2 separate regions of the Rattus norvegicus genome follow, and region 2 is linked to region 1. The links are chromatin contacts, called in public Hi-C maps. All regions are on one chromosome and are shown on one strand. The core of a region is the stretch at or near the end of the contact, and the rest is flanking DNA. Distances in the headings are between cores, read along the strand shown.

Region 1 (7,094 bases), core at 1,651-4,150:
CCTTCCTTCCTCTTACTCTGTTTTTCCCCCAAGTTCACTCCCTGTCTGGTTGCTTGCTCTGCCTCTTGACCAATGCCTGACTTTATTTATCCCTGTTTACAATAAACAGAAAGCTCTTGGATTAAAGTTGTCTGCTATGGCCACGCAATGAAAAACAGGTTTTTCCTGTAAATAAAACAATCTCGGGGTACACGTTGTGATCAAACATCCTGCAGGATCCACGGACATCTCAGTAGGTGTAGACCTCACATACACCCCAAACATACTCTTCAGGGCATCCCTGAGGGGCAAATTTTAGCTTGATTGGTGTGCCTGAGGCTTTGATTTGGTTCTATCTGGGAGACCCTCCCTCAGTCCCTTACCACAGCCTTGTCCCAGATGACAGACATACGCTCCTCCACGCCATTGGTGCCCTCAGGGATAGCCGTGAAGTTGTCCTTCCCAATGGCTTTCTGGGCAGTGCTGAAGGTACAGTGGGCACTTCCAGAGAGCTGCAGATCTCCACTGGAAAAGGAGAAAGTTTCACATGTTTACAACAGATGGCTGGAAAATACTGGGGAAGCAGAATTATGTCTTTGTTTGTAATCTCCCTATCCTCTACTAAGCTGTGTGAGGTTGGGTAAGTTTCCTCCACTCTCTGGGCTGTAACCCATCCATAAAGGAAGGAATAGAGTCAGATCATGTCTTCTGTGGCAAACTACAAAGAGTCAGGTGAAGGCTGAAGAGCTGACTCAGTGGTGGTGAGCACTGTGTGCTGCGGCAGAGGATTCAGGTTTGGTTCTCGGAACCACATCAAGGGGCTCACAACCAGCTCTAACCCCAGTTCCATGCTATCTTATATGATCTCTATAGGCATCTGCACACAAGGTGCACATAAAGATATGCAAGCAAGCATGCAGTCTTATGTGTTCACACTCATATAAACACACATGCAAACAGAAACTAAGCTGTAAACATGTAAAGACTCAAATGACCAGTGGCCTTATTTTTGAATCTCCCTATAATTGATGGCTAAGTATCATCATGACAAATGCTTTGAGTCCTGACACATAGCTGTAAGTGCCTTGGTTATCAGTTGCATAACCTACAAAATGATGGTAAGAGTGCCTGACTCATAAAATTGTCATGAGGGACAAGGGAGAGCTCAAGCTTGGCACGGTTAAGCATCGACTGCTAAGACCATTATTCATGCTGAGACTGTGTCATCAATTGAACTGTGATGTGGAGGAGCCAGTTTTCTGCCGAGGAATTTGATGCTGTAGACTCTCGTCTACCACCTAGACCATAATACTACAGCCCCCATCACAGGTGGCCCAAGATGATCCGACAGAACACATGGCATTCCTACACCAACCTGGCCAGCAAGGAGTTGATGTAGTCAGGTGTGGTTGGGTCAGGGCTCAGAGGTGGGGATGTCACAAATGCAGCTGCCTTGGCCCAGTTCTTACTCCAGTAATGGGTTCCATCTATTCCCAGGCTGGCAGTGATGGGCTCGCCAAAGACCACATTTCCTGGAAAGAATGGATATCAGTTTTATAAAAGATATGTACTGCTCTGGTCCAGAATATCTAAACAGAACTATAACTTTGCTCAAGACTGTCTGAAGTCAGGCAATCCTGGGGTTCAAGTTTCTATTACCAGTTTCTTTTTTTTTAAGGTCTGTTTCTCTATTAAATATGAGCAATGCTTTGAATGATAGAATGAAGAAATAAATACATGTTCACAATAATAAGCCACTAGGCATAAGATCTGGCTGTTTGACATGAAGAAAGTCAAACTATATAATAATTATTATTATGCAGATTACAGGAGTCATTTTTAGAATATTAAAATGTCTAAGCATTATGTCCTAGAACTGATGACACTGTTTACACTCCCAGACTTGTGAAAGGACTTAGCATACATGAAGGGTCTGGCCCATGGTAGATACTCAATAAATACCGTGTGTGTGTGTGTGTGTGTGTGTGTGTGTAGGTGTGTGTGTGTAGGTGTGTGTGTGTAGGTGTGTGTGTGTAGGTGTGTGTGTGTGTGTGTGTGTGTGTGTGTAGATGCCCAGGCCCTTGAGCTTCAACACAAGTGCTTTTATACAGAGCGCCACCACCCCCAGCCTTAAGTTATAACTTCTTTACATTAGTTATAGCACCAGAGGTCTTAAGCCACACTGGTGATGGATGGTGAGATCATTTGGGAATTAACAAGAACAAATTCATGAAGAAGCTATATTCCATCATCCCATTGGAGGTCCTCTCGGTTCTCCCTAAGAATGGTTGTTTGTCCAGAAGATGTTCTTAGCTTCAATATCTGCAGCCCTTTATTTTGTTGCAGAATTACATATTCTCTTAACCCTGGAAGAACGGCTGGGTGAGTTCTCCTTACCAGACAATCACAGTCAGAAGTCTAATGGGAGGAAGTTTCTATCATGAAATAGGAAGTATGGGCAGCTTACACTTGAAAACATGCCATCCTCAGGTGATTGACAGAGCTCATGTGAGATAAACCAACAGAAGACATGAGAGGTTAATGAACTGGGTGGATAGGGTGAGTGTAGTGATTTCTCCCGCTCTTTCTTTCTCCCTTCTTTCCCTTCTTCCTCTCCAGACCCCATTTCTAGTAAAGAGGATTAGTCTGCTCTCCTGGTTCTCCCAAATGCCTCTTATCCAGGAGAGTAAATCATTAACTACTGTGGGCTAAAATAGCAGGTTTTCCATAAACATGGAGAAGTGGGAAATACCCTAGAACCTTGCCACTCAGAAGACATTTGGACACCTAGAAAGATTCCTCTCTCATTGGAAAAGGGTCACCTTTCTCCAGAAAGCCAAAAGTCAGCTGGGCTACCACTAAGCACCATAGTCACTCTGACATGGAAATTCCTCAGGACCACTTAGCTGATGAATCATTCATCTTAGATCTCTCTGCTAGCAGATGGTCCTCAGCACACAGCAACAGCAATGCGTGACAGCCTGAGGAATCTTCTTTCACAAACAAGCACAGCCCTCATCTCTAGTTTCTCAACACACTGTTTACTTGCATAGCTTCACAACTGAGCCCAAGAGCCTATCACTAAGGACAAGGCACAAAATTAAAAACAAAACAAAACAAAACAAAACAGGCTTTAAAAGCAGAGTTCAAAACACTGTAAGCCCGAGTTAACAGTGGTAGACAGCACAGCAGAAGGCAGAAAGGTGACAAGGACAGAGCCCTAGGTTATGAAGACCACAGCATGAAGGCCATTCCACTCCTTTCTAAAAATAACTTGTTCTGACCTGAATGACCAGGTAGAGTGACCACACTCCTGTGGTGAGCTCTTAGGACTGGCCAGACGATGCTGTCTCTGGGGCAGCCTTTGATTCAGGGTTGTGCACAGATCCCAGGCAAGATAATCACAGTATTCTTACATGCTTGCTCGAGCTACCTCTTCATTGCTTCCTTTACCAGGGATTGAGGACAATAGATGTCCCCTGGTATTATCTATTTCCTTCACAGTTAATACTGATTGTGAATCCACCAGCCAGAGAGACGGAAGAACCAAGAAAACAGTAGATGAGAGCCTTAGAGTACTATCACTGCTAAAACCCACCAAGGTACCTGGTCGTCCCAATTACAACCAATACTTTACTTGTTGATGGCTTGTTTCAGCCAGTTTTGACCTGGATCTTTGACTTCTACATTTAGCATAATATTGACTGGGTGTCTATTTATGAACTTCAGATAATGAGAACTGACATAGGACAGATGGAAATTGAGTGGGAGATGTACCAAGTCTCGGAGAAATTACTTTGTGCTGTTATTTCCAGCAAATTACTTAATCTTCCTTAGCCTCAGTTTACTTATATGCCAGATGGAAGAAACCTCAGAACTCCAGTTGTAGATGGGGCTTCCTAGAGAGCATGGCAAGGAACAGAAGAGATGCCATTTCTATTACAGTGGACAGCCTGGAAGGGAAGGGAGGAGCCCCGTGGTGCAGTGGGAAGTTCCCCATCCTGGGAGCACAAATCACCTTTCTTCCTGGCTTGTGAGATGAGATCAGCCGCGCTCTTGCTCATGACCTTGGTGACATAAAGGGGGCAGTTGGTCTGGCTGGCGACGGTGATGGCACGGAACACAGCCTCAGCTTCCAGCTACAAAAACAAATCCCAGCAATCAATAAAACAGAGCCCCTCACCCTTGCCACGTCCTGCCTCTAGAACAGGTGCTGATAAAGTGCTAAGAACCACCCAGGAGGATCTGAAATTATGTGGCCTGTATCTGCTCCCATGTTACGTTCCTGGGCTTCCTCATGTCTCTGTCCCTCAGCAAAGGAGAATGGCATAGAGCTGTGTCTGGGCCACTGCTTGTCTTTGTATCTCTCTCCTCTCCTATAGTTAGCATAAAGGCTAAGCCAAGTAATAGCCTCTGCTCTCCAATCTCAAGGCAGAGTCTCTGGGAAAGCAAAATCATGTCAGCAGCAGGTGAAGAGAATCAGAAACACAGGGACATCGTGACGTTTCCTGCAGCTATGGGGTCAGCAAAGGGTTATATCCATGAAGGATTTCTTATTAGAATAATCCCCAAGCTTCACAGCACAGCCACTGTTTTTATTACTGATCTCTCCTAGCCTATTCCAACTTGGAGTTCAAGCTTTCAAACACACCAATTAAGACAGCTGCACTTAATTCGTGAGGAATACTGATGAGTTTCCCCCACACTTGATTAACCAAGTGAGATCTGGGAGCTCAGGCTCCATTGGGTGACTGAGAGTGAATCTTGGTTCTGTTCTGGACAAGCCAGGTAACCTCAGGTGTAGCTCACAACCTCTCAGTGCTGCTGCTTTCCTGCCTAAGTGGTAGTACTGAAGAGTCCTGACCTCTGGAGCCATTGTTAGGATGAAACGATTAATCCTTTTGAGAAATTAGTGCCCAGAAACAGTGGCTGTTGTTGTAATTGTTGGTCACAGTTTGTGACCAATGCGAAGTCTGCTATTGCCCCAAACTCTGAGCAAGCCCAGCTCAGCCCAGAATAGAGCCTCAGTGGTGATTCCTCACGGAATCAGCAGCCGTTCCTTTTCATATGGATATGACTTTAGGGGTTAGCTTGCACAGACCAATACTTAAAAAAAAAATATGCTTCAAATGGCTTACAGATGTCTAGTGGCTGCATAATGCAAACCAGTCACTCTATGGTGAATGTGGTTCAGTAGGCTTGGGGCACTGGGCTGGCTGAGCTGGCATGCTCCAGAAGGCTTTGGGGGTGCAGGTAAAGCACCCAGACACTGCACCCTGGAGGCTATTCTCTGTACCTGTTTCTCTGCTTTCTGAGCAGCCTTACTTGAGACTCCATCTTGGTGGGCTTTGAACTGAAAAGAAGCTGGCTTTTCCTATGCTCACTCCCCCGTCATACCTTTGCTGGCCACTTCAGCGGCCCCATGCTCTCAGCCCTGGCCCCTTTGATCCCATTCCCTTCCAGGGCCAGCACCAAAGGGTTTTCTGCACTTTGACGAAGTGACTATCTTTAGAAGGTTACATCACTTTTCAACTTTACTCAAAAGAGCTTCAAGGGTTGGAGAGATTTACAGCTAAGTGGCCTTCTTACTAAAAAGGAGAAGGAACTGGGAAAGGTTGAGGTGGTGGGGGTGGAGCGAGGTTGAAAAAACAAACCAAGGAACAAAAATAGACTCTGCTGTGAAATCCCCTGGCTGTGTCTAAAGAAATCTGTCTTGCCAGCCTATCCCTCCAGAGACAGCATTTCTAGTTTCACAGTGTTGACCATGACGGCCAGCTAATACCATAAAAATGATTTTTCAGTCCTTCAGAAACGACCAGCCCATGGCTGACCTCTAACTTTTAGGTTCTTTAGCTATACAATGCCAGTACTTTGAATGGCAGGAATAATACATGAGAAAATGCATGAAGTCAGCACCGTCAGGAATAAATGTCTCTTAGAGCAAGCCTCCAATTATTAGGGCACGTATTTATTTATTTTTTTCAGGAATGTTGTGTGTGACTGGAATGTCCATCATTAATTTACCGATTGTGTCAACTGGCAATATCTAGAAAGCTGACCTTGTTCTATGTCTCCTTCTAGATGCACCTGGTACAAGTGTATTATTCTGCTTGCAAAATATATAGCCTCATTGTAATAGGAGACTTTCTATATACCTGTGTTACATTTCAATTTCTTGTAGGCTGTAGAAGAGATGAGGGAAGTACTAAATGTTTAGGTTCTGCTTCCTCGGCGGAGTTTGCCATAAACAGGATTAGTTTCATTGACATGGTGGGCCCTGAGATCCCTCAAGTTCAGAACAACCCTGCTTTCAGATTGGTGGGCACAAACTCTGAGCCCTGAGCCAGCAGCAGTGGCTGACATAAAAGACAAGAATCACAAGGCATATTGGCTGTGAAAAGTCTATTCAGTCTCCTTTCCACATTGTCAGTGATTTGCAAGACTCATTGTAATATGAAAAAGTGCATAGGAATTTCTCTAGAATTCAGGGTGATTAGCAAAGACTTAGACATCCAGCACCGCACTGCTACTGAAGGCCTAGGGAGTGTAAGGCAACCCAAGGTCAGAGATGAGCATCTCTATTATACTTTCTAGCTAGAAGAGGTCTCTGAGAGAAGTCTCCCAACAATGATAGATTGAATCATAGATTCTATCGCATTCTTCCAGCCATTCTTGTGCCTAAACTGTGTGTGCATGAGGCTCAGGTTGGGCCAAACAGAAACATTCCATATATAAAGTAAGTGGTACCCTAGGACCATGACAATCAGTCTCATAGAAAACACTGGTGAAAAGAACCCTCACTGCCATCTTGGCTTTTTGCTGTGTACCCCTTCTCCCCAACCCCCATGAAACTCACCTCTTCCGGTCTGCTCAGAACATGACCTTCTGGGCCTGTTATTCCCATTTCCAGCATTCGTGCCTGCTCCTAAAATAAGAGAAGCAAAATGGAGAATGTTCTTTTATGACTACAGCCAACATTTGGGAAAATTATATCTGCATGCTCTGGGCTAAAATGCATTCGGGGGTTGTGGGGGTGAAGAATACAATTTATATGTTAGGCAAATATATAATTCCGCATTTGGAACAGCAAAATTGAATCTTTAAAAGTTAAGTGG
Region 2 (6,931 bases), core at 2,875-5,374, 190 kb after region 1:
TGGTCTTGCTAGAAGAAATGTGTCACTGTTGGGGTGGGCTTTGAAGTTTCATATGCTCAAAGTAGGCCTAGTGTGACACAAAGTCTTTTTCTGTTTTGTGTGCATTAAGGTGCAGAACACCCAGTTCCTTCTCTAGCACCATGTCTGCCTGCAGGCTGCCATGTTTCATGCTATGAAGATGATGTACTAAACCTCTGAACCTGTAAGCCAGCCCCAATTAGATATTTTTTATAAGAGATGCTGTGGTCATGGTATCTCTACACAGCAATAAAACCCTAAATAAGACAATTATAGAACTATTTCTATGAAAGTAATCCTGATTCCTTTCATCCACCATTGTGATATCCACAATGATGCAATCAAGATTTTGTTCCCTATATGATTTTGAGGAAATTCTTATATTTCCTTCCATATTGTTTTGAGAATTTGTTGCCTTGAGACCCTCCTTCACCTTCCTCTTTACTATTCACAATTTTTTATTTTAAAAATGGTTTATTTATGTTTTAATTCTATGCGCATATGTAGTTCGCCTACATGTGTGTCTGTGTACCACAAGCATGCATAGTGCTTGCAGGGGTCCCAGAAGAGGACATCAGATACTATGGAACTGGAGTTACAGGTGGTTGTGAGTGGCCTTGTGCATGCTGAGAATCAAATCAGGGTTCTCTGGAAGAGCAACCAATGCTTAGCAGAGCCATCTCTCCAGTGCCACAACTTTTATTTTAAATTAATTATTATTTAATTTACTCTATTTTAAGAAGTCTATCACCTCAGTTGTGAGGTAGAGTAGTATCCAGTGCCTTATTCACCATTCACTTATGTCTTTCTGTAGCTACCAACTGTGGTGCAAGGGAAACCAGGAAGTAAACACAGGTGCAACATAAAACTGTATTCTTCATTTCCAGCTGTCATGCCCGCCTGTGGCAGTGCTCCATTGTTGTTGTAAAAATATAAAAATAATAAAGTATTGTGGTCTTTTAGCTCGCTAGGTCTGCACTGTGGTGCCTCAAGATATCTGCTAGATCACTTGGCGGAAACACATCCCAATGTCTCTTGCCACCACACACTTTCCTACACTCAAACCATCACATAAAAGAACACACAACACAATAACCTTTGACCCAAAAGGTAAGATATAATTGCCAACTTAAACATACAAAGCCCGGTACTATCCATCCCTTAGGAACATTAATAACAACCTGTAAATACGCAGAGCAGAATCTTAACAACACGTGTCATATTGTCCTGCCATGGCTTCTCACCCTCTCTTCTCTCTCATCTCCTCCTTTTCTCCTCTAGTTTCCTCTTCCTTCGAACTTCTCTCCCGCCAATCCTTCCTTCTCCTCCAATGACAGGCCTCCTTCTATCCTGTACCTGCCCCTCACCAGTACTTTACAGATTCAATGGAGAGGTGGTTCTGGTGAAGTCACCTGAGTTCTGAGTACATGACTAGACAGCTGTCCTTGGGACAGTAAAATTAACATCAAAATACAGATAACTTCAGGACAAACCACAACACTCCATCCTACCTCAGTGCTTCACCAGTACTGCAGCGAGGTGTGGTGGAAGCATATGGACCTGGTTTTCAGGCGTAAACACCCACCATGGCTTACTGAAGTGGTATGAAATGAGCAGGAAGTAAGTGCATCCTTCCCCGCCCAGCCCCCACGCCATCACTGTGAGATGCGCTGGAGCTGGTTTGTACTGGCTCTGCCTACCAGTTGTGAGTATTCACAGACCCCACTATTGGTAGTTTGAATCAGCCAGGGTGAAGTGGTCTGCAAAAACCATAAATCCATGTTTGCCTTCCTTCCTAGAGCCTGCTCAGCTGCCCACTGCAGACGGAAGAGCATTTGCAGTTTATCTTGATTAACGCTGGCTCCCATACACTGCTTTTCCTCTGGGTCTGTCAGTAAACCCTCATTCTCTACTGGAACATTCATTTTACCAGTATCATACTTCATTTCCTCTGTGTTTGGGAAACAGGACAGCTAAATAATCTAATTTTGAAAAGACAAGGCTTTCTGTTAATGGATGTTAATATCTTCTTAAATGACCTTCCTAGAAGTAATTCATTTCCATTTACCCCAGGGACTTTTTGGAGATATATATATATATATATATATATATATATATATATATATATATATATATATATATTGAGAGAGAGAACATTTCAGTGTGTGTGTCTGTGTGTGTGTATGTGTGTCTGTGTGTGTGTGTCTGTGTATGTGTCTGTGTGTCTGTGTGTGTGTCTGTGTGTACACGTACACAATATGTAGGCTTGAATGGAAGTGTTGCAACTTTTTCCATTAATTAATTAATTAATAATTTTACATCCCACTACCAGGCCCCTCTTCTCCAAGGCCCCCCTCACATAACAACTCCCTCCCACCCCTCTTCATCACCTCTGAGAAGGGAGGCACTCTGTGGGTACCAACCCACCGGGTACCTCAAGTGCAGGGTTAGGCACATCCTCTCCCACCGAGGCCAGACAAGGCAGCGAGTTGAGAGGCGGGTGGTCTGACCCAGGTTTTGGCTCTGTGCTTACAAGTCTTCCCAACAGGCAAATCACCTAAGTTATACACTGACACATCTACCACATTGTAGGTGTTCAAGAAATTTCCCCTAAAACAAGAACAAATAAGAAAATAAATGAATAGTTATTAAGGTCTTTTCTAGGTCTAAAGTACATATTTCCTTAAGTCAGATCTCCCTGAGTCAGACACACCTTAGAGAAGTTTTTTCCTTTCCAGAGTCTCCCTTTATGACTCCAGGCATTTTAAAGACGCTACACTGGTTTTGAAGCAGTAGTACCCAGCTCTTGGCTTTTTGCCCAGGTTGTCTTGGCTTTTGTTTGATCTGCTTCCATCACCTGTAACCCAAGTCTGCAAAGGAGAACTTCAGTTTTGTCCATTGTTATTTTGAGAGGTGATTGAGATGTAATCAAGGGCCTTGTACATGTCACACATGCCCTCTGCCAGGGGGCTACATCTTCAGTCTCTGCTCAAGAGCAGAATAAACTGCTGAGGTTTCTTTGTTTTTGTTTTATTTTGTGTTTGTTGTCGTTTGTTTGTTTGTTTCTGTAGTTATGAGGCAGCTAAGACATTTCTCGTGGTTAATTGAGAATCAAACCATCAGTGGGCAGGGATCCTGAAGACACAGGTGTCAGAAGAAATCATCTTTCTCTTCTATACTCCTGCCCTTTAATGTGACGAGCTCCCACAATGCCCTTCAGCGTTGCACCATTCTACACTAACCAACTAAAAGTCATACTAACAAAAGTGTGACTTACTGCATCCTTACTGTGTCCTAACCACTCAGTAGTTATTATTTGATTAGTAGCTTATTTAATTCTCATCACAGCAAAGTAAGTGGATTTTATCCCCTCATCTTACGTGTAAGAAAATGACAGTTTCGAATGGCTAAGTTCCCTACCCCCCTGAATTAGATATCCCTAATGACGTTGAGAGGAATGGGACCACGTTAGACTAACTGCTATGGAAACAATTACATCGCCTTCAAATAGAGTAGAGAGAAAAGTGCAGAGGAGGTTGACACTGGTGGATCATTAGTTTCCTTCTATTTGAACTGAAAGTGAAATGGAAGCTCCCAGCATACTTCCTCATAGCAGTGTTTGTATGACTGAGAGCAGGGGCACACTGAGAAGCCAGGATATTTTGTTACAGTGCCATTGATAGTTGGGAATGTTGGGCTGATGGGACTAAAGTGTCTGAAGCCAACATTTGTAAGACAAGTCAATTACGGCTGCTTTCTATTCTTGTGCTGCTTGGGAGGTAACTATGTTTTAAGAACTCATCCCTAATTCTTTCCTTTGAAAGTTCCTCTAGGGAAACAGAGTATGTTTTGGTAATGACATTTAAAACATAACACTGTAATTTTACAAAAGAAAAAACAATCAAAGGTTCCTACACTGTAAGAGGATCCTAGACACAATAGCATGCCATCCCTGTCTGGTCCCTGGGGAGCTTGCTTCAGAAGTGGGAATTTAGGGAATAACTCTGCTGAACTTCCTTGACCCTTTTTGTCTGGGTCTGGAGTAAGTTTGTGTGATAGGTCATGGACATTCCCAGGTCTTTGTGTTTACAGAAGAATTTGCTCGCCAAGTGAAACTGAACCCCTGGAAATGGGAGGCTGCAAATTCAGATGGTGGAGGCTGTTTGCAGAACAGTGGTCATTGCAACACTTGACTTTAGGCTGTCATTCCAGATGGATGTTTGAAAGAAAAAGAAAAAGAAAACAAAAAATCCCCACAAGTCAGCCTTCGAAGCACTTGGCATACATGTTTTTCCTGGGCAAATGCTCCCTCCTGTGGCCAGATAGTAGAATACAAAGAAATAGAATTAACAGGGAGGACACCCAGGAAATAATGGGCATAAAGTACAGTGTTGTACCCAGAAGAAACAGGTACACAGTACAGTATAGGGCATTGCAGTGTGGTAGTTTATTTGGGAATACCTTCTTGTTTAAGGAAAAATAAAACCTTCTTCAGCACAAGACGATAAAGCCAGAAAGGTAGAAGAAAGAAAGGGAAAGAGAAAGGAGGGAAGCAAGGAAGGAAGGAAGGGAGGGAGGGAGAAAGGAAGGAAGGAAGGAAGGAAGGAAGGAAGGAAGGAAGGAAGGAAGGAAGGAAGGAAGGAAGGAAGGAAGGAAGGGAAAGTTTAACAAAGAGAGTAGCAAAGCAAGCAAAAAGCCCATTTACTTCCACTAAAGCATCCTGGTTTATATCTCTCTTTTTCTATGGAGCCATCTCTGATCACTCAAATGACATGAGAGCCCTCCATGAATAGTCCAATACAGAAAGGCAAAACGAAAGTAATTTAGGAAGACTCTGTTCGTGACAAGGACCTGTGCTAGATGCAAAGGTGGGGCAGCATAAAACAACTCTCCGATTTAATTAGGGAATCGAGTGGAAAAGCACAAAACCAGTAGCAGGAAAGTATACTAGGTGTATAGGGAACAAGTACACACTATTTTATCTAATTACGTGTTCTTAAAATGTTCTTACTGATGCATATTCATTGTACATAATGCTGCTTCATAAAATTCTGACTATATTCCTGTCTTTTACCATCTTCTTTCTATCCATTCCAATCTGTCCTGTCACTCCTTTCCTTCCCTTCTACTGTTACATATTATATATGCATGTAATGTGTATATATTGAAATGTACACATACACATATATTATGTATTATGTATAACACACACACACACACACACACACACACACACAGTTTTATGTATCCATGAGTTAAAAAAGGTGGTGGCTAAGGTACATCATCAGCTATAAGGCTTATGCAGGTGAGGGGGAAATGAGAGAATTCCTGCCCAGGAGGAGCATAAGTAAAATCTAGAGCAGGCATTTGACTTAAAGCCTGAGCAGGTACCAACCCTTCAAACCTGCCATGGTTTTCCACATCAGATTGCAAGATATACTTGCTTTGCTGATACTTCAAAAGTTGCATTTATGCATTTTTCCATACAGTAGACCATAATTTTACCCAGAGGTTCTAGGATATACAGTGGTGACCATGTAGAGCAGTCTTGCTCAGTCCCTATATCTGGTGGCTCTACAATGCATAGGGCAGCCATAAGTAGTGAGGAGCAGGGAGGTAAGCTCTAGAATAAAGGTGTTAAGCACCTGGCACAATTACCCTTCAAACTTGCCGCAGAAGAGGGATCCAGCTCTTTGTCAATGATTGTAAACCCTGCCTCAGTCTCCTTGTAAGTATGCCTGTGGTAGACAGCATACATTGGAGCTTTCATAGGCATGACCATAGAAGATGTGTGCTTCTTATTCTTGATGTTGAATTTCTTTCACAAAATTATACTGTCAATCTTAATTTGCCTTGCGCAGCTTTTATAAAAAGTTTATGAGTTGAATTATATTTTTAATTGGATATTTTTCATTTATTTACATTTCAAATTTTATCCTCTTTTCCAGTTTCCTGTCCATAAACCTATCCCATCCCCCTCCTCCTTCTTCTATGAGGGTGTTCCCCTACCCATCCACCCACCCCTTCCCACCTCTCCGCCCTGACATCCCTTTACCCTGGGGGGTCCAGTCTTAGTAGGATCAAGGGCTTCTCCTCCCATCGGTGCCCAACAAGGCCATCCTCTGTTCCATATGCAGACATGGGTCTGTCCATGGGTAGTGGTTTAGTTCCTAGAAGCTTTGGTTGGTTGGTATTATTGTTCTTATGGGGTTGCAAACACCCTCAGCTCCTTTAATCATTTCTCTAATTCTTCCAATGGGACCCCGTTCTCGGTTCAAATTATATTTTTTAAGAAAAAAAAAGATCTTATGAATAACACAAGGTAAAAGCTTTTATTTTTTTTAAAAAATGCAGTTTGTTTTATTTTTCATAGAAACTAAAACACCAGAGTTCATTGATTGCTATATTAAATACATAAATTATAAAATAACCGTTCATAAAACTTTACATACAATAAATGGATTCCGATCTCTATGGTGATACATACAGCACATGTACCTGTCCCGTGAACCTCAGACAATCCCTCTGCTGCATTCAATCAAGTTCTGCCTCTCATCAGTAAGCACTGAAGTGGCCTACTAGTCATGCTGTGATAGGAAGGACCTGAACTAATGCAGGCAATCGTAGGAATGCTTTGGAAACCAGCCCCCTGGCTACACTAACTCAATAGATACACAAGGAATTGTGGATTCAAATATGTTCCCTGTAAACTCAAATCCTCACAGAATTAAATACTATAGGTTAGATCATGCACAGAAGCTTCTGGAAATGCAATTTTAGTTGAGAAAAGCATAGGACCTTTGATTGATATTAATACTGTAAATTGTGCTGGGCGTTTTATTGAGATGCTAGGGAACAAAACGTTCTGCTTAGAGGACAGGGTCGTGGAAAATTCACAGGCAACAGGAAATAG

What was found. Hi-C and Micro-C count contacts between places; a contact is called where the count stands out from the background.
Region 2: a contact with region 1 is called in a Hi-C map of the A7r5 cell line, with 8 times the contacts expected there. The contact joins two enhancer-like sites. A contact is called at or near these places in 9 of 12 Hi-C or Micro-C datasets (the A7r5 cell line, the Rat2 cell line, Schwann cells and 6 more) and 1 of 1 datasets of contacts at active chromatin or transcription factors (oligodendrocytes).

The regions. Positions count from the first base shown.
Region 1 is chr18:35,635,786-35,642,879 of GRCr8, forward strand. Dpysl3 (dihydropyrimidinase-like 3) reads right to left here. Exons shown (of 14, transcript NM_001398556.1): 7 at 6,836-6,904; 8 at 3,998-4,118; 9 at 1,355-1,511; 10 at 363-504. Among named protein-coding and RNA genes, the nearest start is that of Dpysl3, 92 kb to the right of the region's middle. Within about 2 kb of position 2,901, at least 6 of the 93 cell types and tissues checked have an H3K27ac peak or open chromatin away from gene starts, as enhancers often do. A contact at or near this core is called in the A7r5 cell line, where this site is marked.
Region 2 is chr18:35,827,662-35,834,592 of GRCr8, forward strand. All of the region lies in intron 20 of Jakmip2 (janus kinase and microtubule interacting protein 2), which reads right to left. All of the region lies in intron 1 of LOC120098288 (a long non-coding RNA gene), which reads left to right. Among named protein-coding and RNA genes, the nearest start is that of Dpysl3, 100 kb to the left of the region's middle. Within about 2 kb of position 4,125, at least 8 of the 93 cell types and tissues checked have an H3K27ac peak or open chromatin away from gene starts, as enhancers often do. A contact at or near this core is called in the A7r5 cell line, where this site is marked.